2 separate regions of the Cricetulus griseus genome follow, and region 1 is linked to region 2. A link is a contact called in public Hi-C data. All regions are on one chromosome and are shown on one strand. The core of a region is the stretch at or near the end of the contact, and the rest is flanking DNA. Distances in the headings are between cores, read along the strand shown. Region 1 overlaps Sgms1 (phosphatidylcholine:ceramide cholinephosphotransferase 1). Region 2 holds the start of Sgms1 (phosphatidylcholine:ceramide cholinephosphotransferase 1).

Evidence for each region. A called contact is a pair of places that touch in the nucleus more often than the background predicts.
Region 1: a contact with region 2 is called in a Hi-C map of the CHO-K1 cell line, with 2.2 times the contacts expected there. The contact joins the enhancer-like site here to the promoter of Sgms1 in region 2.

What each region holds. Positions count from the first base shown.
Region 1 is chr3:29,219,529-29,222,598 of CriGri-PICRH-1.0, reverse strand. The region is part of intron 2 of Sgms1 (phosphatidylcholine:ceramide cholinephosphotransferase 1); the gene reads right to left. Among named protein-coding and RNA genes, the nearest start is that of Sgms1, 63 kb to the right of the region's middle. Within about 2 kb of position 1,713, at least 2 of the 6 cell types and tissues checked have open chromatin away from gene starts, as enhancers often do. A contact at or near this core is called in the CHO-K1 cell line, where this site is marked.
Region 2 is chr3:29,156,534-29,159,577 of CriGri-PICRH-1.0, reverse strand. It overlaps Sgms1 (phosphatidylcholine:ceramide cholinephosphotransferase 1), which reads right to left and starts at 1,301. Exons shown (of 10, transcript XM_035441887.1): 1 at 1,281-1,301.

The DNA of each region.
Region 1 (3,070 bases), core at 464-2,963, 63 kb before region 2:
TTAGCACTAATGGTTTTTAAGAAGTAGAGGTTAAATACTCAAATGCTAGTGGAACCAGCCTACAGCTGGCAGAGTGCAAAGCCAAAAACGGGGGCGGGGCGGGGGGGGGGACAGCCTCACTCAACCCCAGCCAGTTCCAGGGCCAGCTCAGAGCCGGCTGCCACCACCCATGAGCAGTACCTGGAGTAGTTCTGAGTCTATCTTCAACACATCTCATCTAGAAAATCATCCAATAACAATCTGGTTTTTCTTTTAAAATTGAGAAGTCATTCGAGTGAATAAATAAGCATTGTTCTAGGGGATACAAATTAAGTGAATATTCCCTTTGCCATGTACCATTTCTGACATTGTATGTCCCTATGTATTTTACTTTTCCAGACCCACAAAACATTCCGCAAGTTGCTTTTTACACTCAATAACACAACAAGCACACCCTTCTACATTAGTGTGCTCATGTTTTCTTTTCACTGAATTCAGAGTTAGAACACAGAATACACAGAATGCCAATGCAGATAACTGGGTCTTGGATACCTCTAGCTAAACAGAAAGAAAAAAAAAAACACTTGCAAAATGGGGCCACACAGGACATGTCACCAACATCACGCAATCACCTTTCCTTTTCAAAAGCCCAAGCTTCCCACATGGCAGGTTAAGAAGCACCAGGGGAGAAAAAAGGCCTCCAAAGAAAGGAAAGAACCAAATCAGCCAGGAACCTCACAGACATTAACTTTGGGCATTTTAATTACAATGATTCTAGATATTGGCTGAAAATCATCCAAGTCACTAACTTAGAACTCAGTGGGTCATCTAATGCAGCCCACCATCTCCCCAGGTTTAATGTCTTAAACGAAAGGACAGAACTCAGCTGGCAAATAAGGTGCTTATATACATATTATCCACCCGATGTCAATGCCAGGGGCCTCGGGGGAGGCCAGAGATGCAGGAAGAGCACAGGATGCAGACGGGCCTCTGCTCCAAGCCTATCCTTCTATAATGGAAGTGGCTGGTAAGTGGAGAACAATAAACCTCATATTTCAAACACTAATTCTGTTAGTGACTCAAGATCCTGCAAAGCAAATTAAGTATTCAGATATTCAGTAATTCCAACTTGATTCCCAGATACAGAAAAAAATCTCTCCATCTAAAGATATCAACTCCCTAGAGGCCACAGCCTGCCTGAATAGCTAGCTTTTAAAACACTTTAGGAAACTTGACCTCAAAGTAAAATCAGCAATTTGGTGTGTGTGTGTGTGTGTGTGTGTGTGTGTGTGTGTGTGTGTGTGTTGGCGGGGGTGGGGGGGTGGGGGGGGGGGGGATGGGGGGGGGGGGGTGTCTGAGCAAACGTAGTGCACACCAACACACATTCAGAAATACCATAATCCCTTCTCCTATTAATACATACAACTTGTTTTCTAAAATAAACACTGAAGCCTCTCCCACCATTCCTTAACTTGGTTACATGAAAAGAATACCTCATTGTCAAGCTAGAAAAGAATATTCCAGATTGGCTCCTTTCCCCCTCTCTCTCTCATTTCCAAACATTACCACATTGACCTTAATTCTCCAAGCCCTTGGTTTTGGTTTTCATTAAATCCCAGGGAGGGCATGACAATAACCTCCTAATCATTTCAGTTGCCAGAGTCACCCTCTCCCATGTACAAAACTCCCTGAGAAGCCTCATGTACTCATTCTCTCGACTCATTCAGCAAGTATTTCCAGAGTCTCTACTACGCAACACGCACTGCTCCTGGCCAGGAAGAAAAGAAATGTGCACAGTCACACAGCACAGAAGTACCCCACAATGGTGTCAATCAGGGCATGTGGCCGTGCCAGGGGAGGAGGCAGGCTTGAGAGCTGCACTTCATCAAGGGCAGTCAACAAATCAAACGTCTCATTCCAGACGGGACTCCAAGTGTGTCCTGGAGGGAAAAGAGGGGACAGACACACCAGGGGATGTGTATTCCAGGTAAAAGGATCCAGGTGCCCACAGGAATGCAGGGACCCGGGGCTCAGGACCCAGCCATCAGAGACATGATCAGAGAGACCACATAGGACCACACAGACTTAGTCATACCCATGAAGTACACTTGGAATGAAGCCAAAATAGTATTTTTCCATTCAGTAATTCCTTCCAGAAATTCCCAAAGAAACTTAAAGGTTTTGAGAATACTGAGGAAAAAAAAAGTCGAGAAATAGAGAGGCAAGCATTAGATTTCATCCTGTTGTTTGCTTAGCAATCAACACAGAATCCATGGTGGCACTTTCAAAACAACAGCCAGAAATGCTGCTTGCTGGTCTTCCAGGGTAAAGGCTGAGGTCAACACGTCCAAGAACTGAGAGAAGAACATGAAGAGAAATATCACCCAGTGCCCCCAGTGTCACCCAGTCTTCCAGCTGCTACTGTGCTCTGTGCGGTTTGTGGTCCTGTCTGCTGCCATCTTGGAGTGAAATCTGAGACAAGTTAATATTAATACACTATGTATGGGATGCTTTGCAATGCTGTTGATCTTGCACATCCAAACACAAACACTATTCAAACACTACTGGGTAAAACTGGGGGGAGAGGGGCATTTTCCGATGTCTGAATATTCACTAGAGGCTTACTGTTCCCTGTGAACAGTTTTGACATTACTGTTGATTATTAAAAACATTTTAAATATGTGCAAGGAACATAAAGGGAATGAAGAATGTTGCCTTTATAATAGTCTTTTATAATATCTACTTTAAATTACAGAATTAAGAAGCATCATTGGTAGTCACTTAGAAAAATAATTTTTAGCATCTTATTGTTTAAAAAATATCAGTTACTCAAAAACATGAACAAAGGCCTAGCACTTTTAATATTTAAGCAATGTAGTTATTTACACGAGGTGGGAAAGAATGACCATTTTACTGTTGCTAAAAAAATATCTTCATTGCTAGCTAAACATTTTAGTAAAATATTCCAAGGAGAAAACATGTTTTATTTCAAGAAATGCATAAAATAGTACACATTTTATTGTAGGAATCAGAACCTGACCTAAAAATCTGAAAGAACAAAAGTAAATAAATGTCAATGGCACAGCTAAAG
Region 2 (3,044 bases), core at 52-2,551:
CCACGCGCCGCGGAGCTCCCCGCCGCGGAACGGAATCCGGGGCAGGGCGGCGTGCGGGCTCCGCGCCGATCGCGCTCTCCCGCCCGAGTGCTAGGCTCCCGGGACGAGCAGCCCGCCCGCCCCCGGCCCTCCCCGCTCCTGTCCAGCAGGCAGCCCGCCGCCGCTGCCCCGGCCGCTGCGGAGCTGGCGAGAAGGCTTCCGACTTGGAGCCTCCGGCTGCCGAGCATGCCCAGTCCGCGGCGGAGCCGGGTCGGCTTCCCGCGCGACGCCGGTCCGTTCCTCCGGGTGTTCCCGGCGGCCGGGGGGCGGGGACCGCGGACGCTCGACCGGGGACCCAGCGGAGTCCCGCAGGACAGCGAGTGGGGTGAACTGGGGTGCGGGGGAGATGGAGGGAGGGGGTCCTTTTCTCTTTCGTTTCAAGCAACGGGAACTGGAGAGGCGGGCGCTTTTCCCCACGACGAGAAGGACCCAGATGGTGGGTTTCATCCTCCGGGATCAGATGCCCAATTAGGGCCAGCCCGAGATTTGTACGGCTAGAGCTGGCCAGGGGGCTGAGAAACCACCATCGGGGACAGCAGTTTGCGAACTGCACTGGGATTTCCTTCCCCAACAAGCCCAAGAGCTGCGACACTTGTGACTGATTCATGATTGAGCATTTAAAATGGATGGTCCTCAAACTCTTCGGAAGAGTTCCTTCCCAAAGCTCTAATCCTTACACTCCCACCTTCCCCCAAAATCGGGGGTCCGCCGGTTTCCTAAAAAGCACGCAGCGCCAGGCAGCTCGGAGGCCCCGGAGGTCTCCCGCAGTCTCGGAGCACCGGGCCGCCTAGTCCGGCCGGGCCCCACCTCCCGCCGCCGCTCGGAGCTGCGGCGAAAACCTGGAGAGCGCCGCACCAGAGCCGGAGCACTGCGCATGCCCAATGGCCCCACGGGGTGCGGGTCGCCCGCAGATTTCCTCCTGCTCTCACAGCGGAACCCAGCACGGGGACCCGGATCGCGCGGTGGAGACAGCAGCCTCCCCCGGCACCCGGGCTTCTGGGTCTGCCCGCGCGTGCCGCAGTGACACGGGTCGCCCTGGGGGCGCTGCCCGCAGGGTCTGGTCTGGGGGCGGGGGTGGGAGGGAGGACCAGGAGCGGCCCTGCCTGTGTGACACGTGACTGTCCGCCGCGCTCCGGGGCAGCCATCTTCCGCCCTGCGGGGACCGCTGGCGAGGAACGGTCCGGGATCCGGTGGCTCTCGACCCAGCAGCTTCCCCACCAGGCCCGGGTCCCCGCCCTCACCTGCCTCCGCGGGGCTACTGCGTGGGTGCCGCTGCGCTGGCACTCGATCCCCGGGAGGACGGGCTGTCTCCGGAGCCAGAACCCAAAGGCTGAGAATTGGAGAGCAGCTCTCCTGGGCTGACGGCGTCTGCTTTTCCCCAGGGGCGGAAGTTAGAAGAGGAGTTCTCGTTCCTGAGGCGCCGGTACCGCTCCCACTGCTTCCCTGTTGTGACCCATTCCCGGCGACGGGAGGATGGAGGTGGCGGAAGACGTCAGGACCGCCGCCGCTCCCCTCCATGCATTTCCCCTGCCGCCGGTCAGGTTCCATGGTGATGCTGTTATAGTCACTTGGTGTCCCTGAAATCTCTGGACCCTCGACCTCACCACCCGAGGATGCATTACCACACCTAGACCCACGGAATCAGAAACGCTATTGGTGGGGTCCTCCCTGAAATCTGGTTAACAAGCCCTCAGGGTGAACCTAAATGCCGCTTTCCCTAAGCCCTTGAGACCCGTTTTCATGTGAGACGCTGAAAACTTGGGAAAAAACGGATTCAAAATGCAGCCTGCTCCTGGCCAGGCGCTTGGGGTCTCTCGTCCTCTCCTGCATCCCTGGCCTCTTCACCCCAGGACACTATGCTACTGCACTTACACCGTGTTTTTACATGACAACAGACATTCAGTTCAGTTTGGAGTGTCAACCAAGAGCAGGAGAGTGCCTGAGCGGCTTAGTAGCCCCACTGGGTATTAAACATCAGTTTAAAAGATAAAAGGAAGGCTTGCTGGTTTTTGACATGAGTGCTGGACAGCCACTGGCTACTTCGCACTTGCTGTAACCGAGGTCAAAGTAAGCACTGCTGTATGACAGATCAAGGAATCTAGAGTTTAAAATCTACCCTCCTCCCCCAGTGTGCACGTGTGTGTGTGTGTGTGTGTGTGTGTGTGTGTGTGTGTATGTGTGTGTGTGTACACACACACTTGTAAAGATGAATTAAAGTCTGCAGAATAGTGACAGTTGCTAGTGTGTCGCAGTCAATATAGGGCTACTTTAATTTTTTCCCCTGTATCTTTGAAATGTTTTTTTAAGAAAAAAAAAGATAGGACTCTTCTATGCATAATTTTAACATGATGCATCATATATTAAAAAGGGAAGGATATAAAAGCATTTTCACAAAAAAAGCATTTTCACTTCAATTTCAAGAAACTATTCTTAGAAAAGGCACATGTAAATACACTATATTTAGCATAGCTGTAAATAAATGGGGGGGATCTAAAGAGAAACCATAGCATTTAAAGTAAATTCTGAATTGTGTGGTCATAAGAGACACATCAGAGTTGACAGCAGATTAAATTTAGCTGTGATCTTTAAGTCACTATGTACCAAAAACTATTTAATAAATGTGAAAATGCTCCCTTTCTAGTCCGATGAGTGGTGAAGACTGGAGGAGTTCCTCAGCACTTGAAAATACATGCTGTTCTTCAAGAGACTCTAGTTCAGTTCCCAGCACCCCACCTTGCAACTGACAACCATCTGTAATTCCAGCTGCAAGGGATCTCGTGCCCTCTTCTGGCTGTAGAGAGCACCAATCATGCATGTGTGTAGACAGGCAAACAATTATACATAAATAATAAATCTCTTTAAGAAATAAAAGAATCCTTACACCATTCCTTATCAAAATCATGATAAGAAACATTAATTTTTTAAAAAAATTTAGGTTTCTGAAGTACATGGACTAGCACAGATAGTGTTGGAACAGCTAACACAGAAAAATGAAACACCACCAA